Regions from separate parts of the Gossypium arboreum genome. Here region 2 is linked to region 1. Evidence: chromatin contacts called from public Hi-C data. All regions are on one chromosome and are shown on one strand. The core of a region is the stretch at or near the end of the contact, and the rest is flanking DNA. Distances in the headings are between cores, read along the strand shown. Region 1 holds the start of LOC108467016. Region 2 holds the start of LOC108472908 (prolycopene isomerase 1, chloroplastic).

The links. A called contact is a pair of places that touch in the nucleus more often than the background predicts.
Region 2: a Hi-C map of leaf shows a contact between it and region 1, with 4 times the contacts expected there. The contact joins the promoter of LOC108472908 here to the promoter of LOC108467016 in region 1. A contact is called at or near these places in 2 of 5 Hi-C or Micro-C datasets (both in leaf).

Annotation. Positions count from the first base shown.
Region 1 is chr2:107,018,145-107,023,460 of ASM2569848v2, forward strand. It overlaps LOC108467016, which reads left to right and starts at 2,751. Exons shown (of 3, transcript XM_017767455.2): 1 at 2,751-3,091; 2 at 4,254-4,650. The coding sequence starts at 4,366. It also overlaps the pseudogene LOC108460625.
Region 2 is chr2:107,302,845-107,308,160 of ASM2569848v2, forward strand. It overlaps LOC108472908 (prolycopene isomerase 1, chloroplastic), which reads left to right and starts at 2,936. Exons shown (of 9, transcript XM_017774474.2): 1 at 2,936-3,274; 2 at 3,366-3,589; 3 at 3,684-3,794; 4 at 4,104-4,157; 5 at 4,326-4,613; 6 at 4,728-4,919; 7 at 5,007-5,165; 8 at 5,266-5,316. The coding sequence starts at 2,971.

The DNA of each region.
Region 1 (5,316 bases), core at 1,501-4,000:
AATCTTCTGATTTTTCTTTCTTCTTTCACGGTTGTTCAGTTAAGGCATTCCCAAAGGATGATCCTACTAAGCCATGCAGATTAACTGCGTTTTGGGGATATAAAGCTGGAATGACCCATATAGTGAGGGAGGTTGAAAGCCTGGTTCAAGTAAAAATTTCTCTTCTGACTCATCATCTGTAAATTTTGGAATACTAGTCTGTTGCTTATCTGCTGCTATATGAAATAAAACCATGTGCCTTTTATGTGCTTTCTTGCATTGTTTACTTTCCTCCATGGTTAAGTGGATAGCATAATGTATTTATATGTTCTTTTCTTCCAGAACTTCACAAGAAGGAGACATGTGAAGCAGTTACTATCCTTGTGACACCACCCATGGTGGTTGTTGGAGTTGTGGGATATGTCAAAACACCTCGTGGTCTTCGTACTTTGGGCTCTGTGTGGGCTCAGCATCTGAGTGAAAGGTGAAACGAAGGTTCTATAAGCACTGGTGCAAGTCTAAGAAGAAGGCTTTTACCAAGTACTCAAAGAAGTTTGAAACTGAAGATGGTAAAAATGACATTCAATTGCAGCTGGAAAATTGAAAAAATATTGCACTGTAATTCGTGTTTTGGCCCACACTCAGGTATTTCCCCCTCAAGCAGATCTATATTTTGTAGTTATGTTTTAGTCCTTCCAATTCTGGATGATTGAATGCTTTAACTACTATGTTTTTCTTTTTTTCCTGATTTCTTTTATGTCCTTTATTGCATATTTCTGTAGATAAGAAAGATGAAGGGCTTGAAGCAGAAGAAGGCCCATTTAATGGAGATTCAAGTAAATGGTGGAACTATTTTGCTCAGAAAGTTGACTTTGCTTACGGTTTTTTTTGAGAATCATATTCCAGTTGATGCTGTGTTCCAGAAAGATGAGATGATCGATATCATTGGGGTGACCAAGGGTAAAGGGTATGAAGGTGTGGTGACCAGATGGGGCGTCACCCGTCTCCCACGCAAGACCCATCGTGGTCTTCGCAAGGTTGCCTGTATTGGTGCATGGCATCCAGCCAGGTTTTCTTTTACGGTTGCCAGGGCTGGGCAAAATGGCTACCATCACCGTACAGAGATGAATAAGAAAGTATACAAGATTGGAAAGGCTGGACATGAGTCGCATGCTGCCATGACTGACTACGACAGGTTAGCCAAGTGCCCTCTACTCAGTTTGCTATTTATTTTGTAGGATTATGATAGCCACAGGGCATTATTAATTGCTTCCGTCTTCTGCTAATTTCAGGATAGAGAAGGAGATTACCCCAATGGGTGGATTCCCCCATTATGGTGTGGTGAACGAGGATTATTTGGTGATCAAAGGGGGGTGTGTTGGGCCAAAGAAACGGGTAGTGACTTTGAGGCTATCCCTGGTGAAATCAAACTTCAAGGGTCGCTCTTGAGGAGATCAAGCTCAGGTTCATTGATACATCATCCAAGTTTGGGCATGGTCGCTTCCAAACAACACAGGAGAAGGCCAAATTCTATGGAAAGCTCAAGGCATGACGAGGGACTTACTATTTATATTTTCAAGTTATGTAGGGCTAATCTACAAGTTCACATTTATTTGCCTTCTATTTCTGGTACAATTCACACTTTTTCTTTTTATGGTTGACTACAACTTTCAATTTCATTTTAGTTGGGACCCACCAAACACTGTAGTTTAGTACAGCTTTCGACTTTCAAGCTCACTGCTCTGCATATAGGACCGCTTAGAACCACTGTTTTTGGAATGGTCAAATTGGGTTTTTGGTGCATTCGGTTTAAATCACATAAATTATTAAAAAGTATATAGAATTTGATTAGTTGGCATTAATTCTCATATCAAATGATTTTTGCCCTTCTTTGGATGGATTTTTGATTGGGATTCAATTGGTTTGAAGGATGGACGAAGTTGTATGTTGTTGGAAACTTGAAAATCACATGTAAATTCTTTGCTCTTTTGCATTTAATATATTTATTTATTTTATTGGTAAAATTGTTGGAAAAGGAAAAAGGTCGGCTGACCTGGCTATGAAAATAAAAAGAATTGACGGAGATAAATAACAGCTTTGGTTTTTCCAAGACATGCTTCAGTGTGCTTTCCTTTTCAAAGGGGTCCTCTTGTCTTATATGGGAATGGGAAACAGTGATCTTTTAGAAATGTGTATTTACGCCTCATTATGAAATTGGCTTTTTTTTTTTTATGTATAATTGTAATTGTTATCGCAAAAATTCCATTTGAATGAATGTCGATTGTATATAAAATATATAAGGATATATTCCAATTTTAAATATATTTTACTTGTTTAATAAAAATTAAAAAAGGGATAAAGCTACTGTCTTTTGATATTATTATTATTTTTATCTTTTCTAGAACTCTGGAATGAATATTTGCTCCCTATTACTCTCCTCCTAGACGACTAAAACCTCAGTGTAAAAAAAAATAAAAAATCTTGTTTCTGTTAAGCTTTTTGTTATTAATTGAGATGTCATTATCTATGAACTATAATACTAGAAGATTATAACTTGTTTTAAATCCAAAAACTTTATGAAATTATCTTATTTTTGGTTAGGCCTTAGATAAGCTTTCACATCATTGTCAGACATTTTGATTATCTTGTTTGACAAAGAGTCCTTACTTAGGTAACTGTTTCTTTTTCAAGGGTCCTCATTATTTCTGCTGTAAGTAATTATTGCTTCAAGTTTTTTTCTTTCTTTCTTTTTCATTCTTTTTCTAGTTATATGAATTCTAAGCTTCATGGAAGAAACAATAAGAAAGCGATGTTGGTATGTTGAAGAAAATAAAAATAAAAATAGATTCTTCCATTTTTACAAAATAATAGAGGTAATTTTGTAAGTTGTTAGCTTTAGTGTTTCTGACCAAAGTGACGGGTTCCTCTCAGAGTCACCTCACCAGGTTTTGCTTTAAAAACTTTAAAAGAAAATATATATGAGGAATAATAATTGTGGTCTAAATCACCCCTTCCCCCTTTTTTTTCAAGCTCTTTGCTTTAAGCCACGGTCCTTTTTTCTTTCAACTCTAGAATCATGACATATCTGCCACTGCATATGCTTGGTTGTAAGGTATCCCAACATTACATCTCCCTCTCAATCACCTCTTTTCTTCCTAAACTTTCAAGTCAATTCTTGTTCTTCTTTTTCATGTGCTTTCTACCCTGTTTGTTCTTCTTGTGTTTGCAGCTTCTTCTTTTCTAGAAAAATTGATACTATAATCAATTGTATATGACATATTAACAGATAGTTTAACCTTGCATGAGTCTTTATCTTTTTTTTTATTTGGTTTATTTGGAGATTATGGTAGATTTGGCTATTTGGCTATCTTTCCCATGATTATGTTGGACAGACATAAATGATACATAGTAGATCTTTGCAGCCTACCTCGTGTAACCTCCTCAAATATTATGTACTAATTCTTAATGATAGTTATAATCAGTGAAAACTTGGTTAAATATTAGTTAGTGGAAACAATTATTAATCTTTGAACTCTTTTTTTTTTTTTACCTTCGAAACTGCTGTTAATAATTATAATTATATTGGAGATATTGAAAAATGATGGCTTGGTATCATCCTATTAGGACCCAGATTTAAATAAATTCAGAATTCCCAACATAACATCTAAATTCAGCAACTAAAAAGTGACAAAGTTTGAAAAAAGGAAACCAATAGGCCATTCTTTTTCTAAGGGTCTCCAGACAAGAAGGCCAATGCTCTTTATTCCTTTAGGTTTGCTTGTTGGGACAAGGTATAGTATTGATTAAGCTAGGCATCATCAGGATCATGTACCATCATTCCAATTCAAGAAAAAGTGTACTGCTGGGATTATCATATAACTTTGTCTTTACATTTGCAATTGGGTATAAAGCTAGCTGGTCTCAGCCTCGTCTTAGTTTCATTTACAAATGGTGGCTGTGGCTGCCTTATTTTTCCAGGGCAGTGTTAAGAGGTGTATAGGATGGGAGGGATAAGTTGATGTTTGCAGCTCTTAATTCCAAGTACCAAAACCCAAGTTTTTATAACTCGTTTCAAGAATCTCATTAAAAAACTCTGCTGGTTTTTCCTCTCTTGGTAAGTACCTACTGATAAGTTTATTTTCATTTGTAATGATGCGCCATTGGGATTCTAATCACTGTCTTTCATCATACGTCTATGATTTCTTGGATTCAAAACTATGTTAGTTTCTGTGTATTAAGGATTCTTAATGATTGCCTTTGTCAATCTTTTACAGAGACTATGTCGAGCCATTAATGAGGAAGGGCATTTTCTGAGAAGAATAACCTGCAACTACTACTAAACCTGCTTTATTTCACAAGTACTGTTTGTTCCTACAAAAACGAGCCATGAATGAGTTTGGAACTGGAAGGTCAGTGCCATGGAACATATACCCAAGTTCAGATCCGACTCCATCTCAACCAGTAGTTGATAAGGAAACTCCATTGAAAAACTTGGGGACATCCATGAATGCCATTTCTTTTGGCTTTGTTGCTACTGCCATCTTGATATCAATGTTTGTTATCATGGCCATCTTTGAACACCTTTTTCAGCCAAATCCTGCTTTTTCTTCCCCCAATCAAGACGGTGCTGTTGGATCTGGCGCAGCTGAAAAAGTCGGGAATCCACAAAGAGTAAGCTTCTATCTCTTCAGGCTGTAAAGTTGTAATATACCCCATGGTAAAAATACCGTATAAGTCATTAGGAGTCAGATTATATTTTGCTTCCTTAAAACATGAGCAAATTCGTCTCCATACAATAGCTTTCACCTCAAAATGAGATGCATCAATTCTAATTGTTTAGTTATTCTGTCAATCATGCTAGTTTTTAATACTAAAAATGGACAGTTTTTTAACAAAAAAGATTAACTTGTTTTTTTTTTATATAACATATAAAGGTTAATTTGCCCACTTTTTGAATAAAGGGAGAAAATGCAATATGAGTCTTACTACAATGACTTTCATGGTACTTTTACATACCCCAGTTTCCTTTCTCTTTTTGTTTTGCATTGTCTGCATGCTTTTTTGGCAGCATTCCTTTAAGAACAAGGGAACTTCAAACAGATAATCGTCCTCTAAGCTAAAAACCCTTTGGCCCTCTGAATGGCTTACCAATTTCTCAGAGCTAGGATGAGAACCACACTAAGGAAATGCAGCCTGTAAATTCTGGTCACCTTGTATATAATATGTCTGGTTATGGAAGAATGATATAAAAGTAAAACATATATTGTATGTCTAAAACATGCTCTATATTTTTCATTCAATGTTGAAACAGGTGTTTGATGAATGTTGTGATGGCAG
Region 2 (5,316 bases), core at 1,686-4,185, 280 kb after region 1:
TGCAAAACTCTCCCACCATGTCAAATTTGCCACCTCTCTGTCAATTCTCTCACGAACGTTATTTTCTAGCAACCGACCTCTCTCCTATATGAACTATCTCCCGAAAAACCCAAATCGCTAATATCACAATCCTCCAACACTTCTCTGAAAAGAGCAATATTTCTTTCATTCCGCAATCGACACCCATTTTTCTCAAATGAGAACATAATCTCATTAAAGTCTCCCATGACCATCCATGGAAAATCTCAATAATTCCCCAACCTCCTTAAAAGTTCCCACGATTCTCTTCTTTTGTGTTCCTCCGGTGCGCCATAGAACCTTGTAAACCTCCAAAATGGCATATCCTCTCCTTCCTTTACGTCTACATCAATATGATTAGCTGAAAAGCTTCTCAATTACAGCACATACTCTCCTTTCCAACCAATTGACAAACCCTTTTTTAACCCATACGCTCCCACATCAATAACGTTAGCAAAACCACACTTCTAGTTAAACCTTTTTCCATTCTTTTTTCACTCAACTTTGTTTCAATTAGAAATAAAATATGGGGTTGTACATGCCTCACATTGTTTCTAAGACAATTAACTGTCCGTGGATGTCCCAATCCACGAACGTTCCAACTTAAGATTTTCATTGCTCCCGGTCGGCTCACTTGCTAGTGGCCGCCGATCTCTTATTGAATTCAAGCAGTGAACCAATAACATTAGACCCATTTGATTGTTCTTCCATTATTCTTTGTCTCTTCCCCCATAATTTTCAATTGGCTTACTCTCTATTATAGACTCCCTCTGACTTAGTTTCCACGCACCTTGAATAATCACACCTCCTTCTTTTCCCCCATTATTCTGATCATCCATATCTATACCATGGGAATTAATACCTTTTTTGAAATCCCTTCGAACCATCCTCCCCGAGCCACCTACTTCCAATTGAAACTTCTTTCCATGACGATACCCTTAAAGATATGTCCTAGCCAAAATTTACTTCTTAAATCCTGATTGTCATCCTTATAGAGAAACAACCTTCCCAATGCCCTAACTTTCCACATAAAAAATAGAAAAGTGTTAATATTTCATATTGGAAGTAAGCATATCCCTCTCACTCTTGTCTCAATGCCAACTTTTTCTTGCGATTCACAGCTAATCATACATCAACTTTGGTTCTAAAACGCATATATCTCTGTTTCCCCCTCGTAATCAAATCAACATCATATGGGATTAAATGCCCAATAAAATCACCCCAAACGACAGATTATAGACTTGAACCCAGAAATTAGTATAAACCAATGAAACTTTCAGTGGGTCTTCCCTAATATTCAGCCGGTGGAATATAATAAGGTGTCTATTGATCATCCAAAACCTTCTTTATATCTACCTTATAGAAAAAAGTGGAATAAATACCTTTTTCCCCCTATATCTGTGATTATAACTCCCCCTAACGGATGCCAAAGATCAGCCAAAGTTCTTTTTCAGAGAGGGAAAGTGAACCACACACTACGTTAAAGCTTTTCCCACCAAGCAAAATTCATAGTCATCTTCTATTTCAATCAGATCTTTTTCACAAGGAATCGGTTCCTCTTTTTCATCATCAAGACTTAGATTTGCAAGTTATGCCTCCATCATTAATGAAAATCCTAAACCAGCCACAATGCAATTTCCAACCTTAAAACCCTAAGATAAGAGAACGTGCCTTTAGTAGACGATAAAGAAAGAGACGTGCTAAAACTCTTAGCAAGCGAAAGAACTTACTATATTTACACATGACAATATTATATAATGACAAATGGAAAAATTATTAAATATGTCACTAAGAATGCTTTCTTATATTGAGACATCAAATTGCTATAGTATATATATACAATTACTTCAATAAATTTAATTTTTATGTATTATAAATTACATAATATATAAAAATAAATATAATATAAAACATACAAACTTTAAAAAATAAGTCGGGTTGGGCCAAGCTCAAACCATTAATATTCAAGCCTGACTCATACTTTAAACAAGCTTAATTTTTTTTGCCCAAATTTATTTTTTGTACTTAATATTTTTATTCAAATCCTTTCAAATTTTGAATGGACTTTCAGAGTTAAACAAATACCTGAACCTATGAACAAGTTTAGTTGCCACTAGGGGTGTGCAAAATTCGGGTAAAACCGAAAAAATTCGGTTAACCGACTGAATTTAGTTTATCGATCAGTTAATCGAATTAATTCGATCGGGGTCGGTTAATAATTTTTTGAGTTTTCGGTTAACTGTTAATTCGGTTCGAAACCGGTCGGTTAACCGAATTTTTTCTGTTTAATCGAAAAAATTAATAAATAAAATTATAATATATAAATAGCCCACTATTCACTCAAACCCAATCCAACATAAACCCAAATACTCAATCTAATATATATTAACCCAACTACCCAACCCAACCCAATTACCCAACCCAATCATAAAAATTACAAATAATTTAATAAATAAATATAAAAATATAAAAATAAAAATAAAAATAAAAATAAAAATAAAAATAAAAAACATACAATTTTATACAAATAATTCGGTTAATTCGGTTAATTTGGGTAATTCGGTTAATTCGATTAATTCGGTTAATTTTATATTTATTTTAACCAAAAATTAAAAAAAATATAATTTTCGGTTAATTCGGTTAACCGATTGAATTAACCGAAAAAATTTGGGTTCGGTTAATTTTTTTGAAAAAATTTTAGTTCGGTTAACGGTTAAAAATTTTGAAGATTCGATTAATTCAGTTAATATTATTTCGGGTCGATTAACCGATTTAACACCCCTAATTGCAACGCACGTGCTAGTGTCATCTAAATTAATGAGTATGGTTGAGACGGAGCCTATGTTTTCAGGCGGGCTGGCTGATAAGAAACTGGGCTTCGAATTGGTTAATGTCAAGGCCCAGAAAGAAAATAATCCAAAAGTAAACTGCTTCGACAGTTTTGACGGACATATGGAGTTGGGAAGTCCCAAACATCTGGGTAGGAAATGGAATGACGTGGCTAGTTTGTTTAGCAGAAACCATGAATGCCTCTTCTTTCAATTATCTCATCTCACTCAGCACCTTCTGGTCGCTGCTTTGAAACTCCTCTCTACGATCATGGAATTGGGTCTTCCTTTGTTCCCAGGAATCAAATTTCCAACCTCCAGAAATACTGTTTTGGCCCGAAGTTCTCCTAATAACCTTTCTCAGTTTTCTTCAAATGCATCGTCCTCCACCTCCATCTCTGTCAAGCCTCCTACTAAAACTGTCCCAGGTATTTTCTTGCATTATATACCCTTTTCTTATGCACCAAACTGAATTCACATTTCTGTTATGGAAGTAAAAGTGAACAACTTGTATTGCAGGGAAGCCAGAGGCTGACGTTGTTGTGATTGGGAGTGGTATTGGCGGACTGTGTTGCGCGGGACTTCTTGCTAGATACAACCAGGATGTGCTTGTGTTGGAAAGTCATGATCTGCCTGGAGGTGCTGCCCATTCTTTTGAGATTAAAGGCTATAAATTTGACTCTGGTCCATCTTTGTTCTCTGGTTTTCAGTCTAGAGGTCCTCAGGCCAATCCTCTTGCACAGGTCTTTGCTACATCATCTTTTCACCTTCACCATTTTACACTTTTGATTTCTCTGGTTGGATTGGAATCACCATTCCTTTATCTTTGAGTTGCAGGTCCTAGATGCATTGGGTGAGTCAATTCCATGTGCAAAATATGACTCTTGGATGGTTTACATTCCTGAAGCTGAATTCTTATCACGCATAGGCCCAACTGAATTTCTGAAGGTGGACTGCCATTGTTAGATTTGTTCAATTTTATGCCTTTTCATACTTTAATTAATTTGTAATTTTTATATTACTCTGCATTCATACTGTTACACCCATTTCTTTTAAGAGTAGAAGGCATCAAATAAACTGTTTATACAGATATTGCTCTATCATGCAAAGACTTAAATACGGTTGTCAAACAAGAGCTAGATAAACTTGTATGCAACCAGTGAAAAAACATGCCAGGATGTTACTATCCAGCATGAGCTAGAAGATGACCACATTTAAATACTCATGCTTATTATCCTGACTATTTTTAATTTCCAGGACCTTGAAAAGCATGCTAGTCGGAACGCCGTGCAAGAATGGAAAAAACTTCTCGTGAGTACCGTTATTTTTACTTATCATTATTTTACCCTCTAAAGAACTGCCTCAAACATATAATTGATACCAAACTGTGTTGGATATTTGGATTAAGAGACCTGTACTTTCATTTTCTTTTTAAAACTTGCAAGTATTTCTCAAATTCAGAATGAAATTTGGCTGCAGGAAGCAATACTTCCATTATCAGCCGCTGCAATGGCACTGCCTCCTTTATCAATCAGAGGAGATTTGGGAGTTATTTCAACTGCTGCGGCTAGATATGCCCCTTCTTTGTTGAAATCATTTGTAGGAATGGGACCGCAGGGAGCTTTTGGTGCTCCTAAGCTTTTACGACCCTTCTCGGAAATCATGGATTCTTTGGAGCTGAGAGACCCTTTTATTAGGAATTGGGTGGACCTTTTAGCTTTCTTGCTTGCTGGGGTGAAATCCAATGGTATACTCTCAGCAGAGATGGTAACTATAAGGATATCCAAGTGTTTCTTTTCATGCTTATAAGGTGAAATGCTATGAATATACATACACTACTTTGAAACTTAACATTGTCAAGTTTTACTTCCAATTTTTCAGGTTTATATGTTTGCAGAATGGTACAAACCTGGTTGTACTCTAGAGTATCCACTTAATGGAAGTGGAGCCATTATTGACGCTCTTGTTCGAGGAATACAAAAGTTTGGAGGACGGATATCTCTAGGAAGTCATGTGGAAAAGATCATCGTTGAGAACGGTAAGGCTACTGGAGTTAAGCTGAAAGGTGGTCAGGTAAATATATAGTCTGAACATAGACAATTGACTTAAGCAAATGTTGTCTGCTTGAAATGCTATTGACTGAAAATGTATATGCTGCAGTTTATACGTGCTAAAATGGCTATTGTGAGCAATGCATCCATGTGGGATACTTTAAACCTGCTACCGAAGGATCAACTTCCAAAGTCGTACATAGACAGGGTTAAAACAACACCAAAATGTGAATCATTCATGCATCTCCATCTAGGCTTTGACGCTGAGGTACCAAAATATTAGTAACTGGTAACTCAGTTTTCTAATTACTCAAATGTTGTGCATCCATATATGTTATTGACGTCTTTTTAAGCACCATAATGAGCAGGATGTACGTGAGGATTTGGGGATTCATCATATTGTTGTTAATGAATGGGAA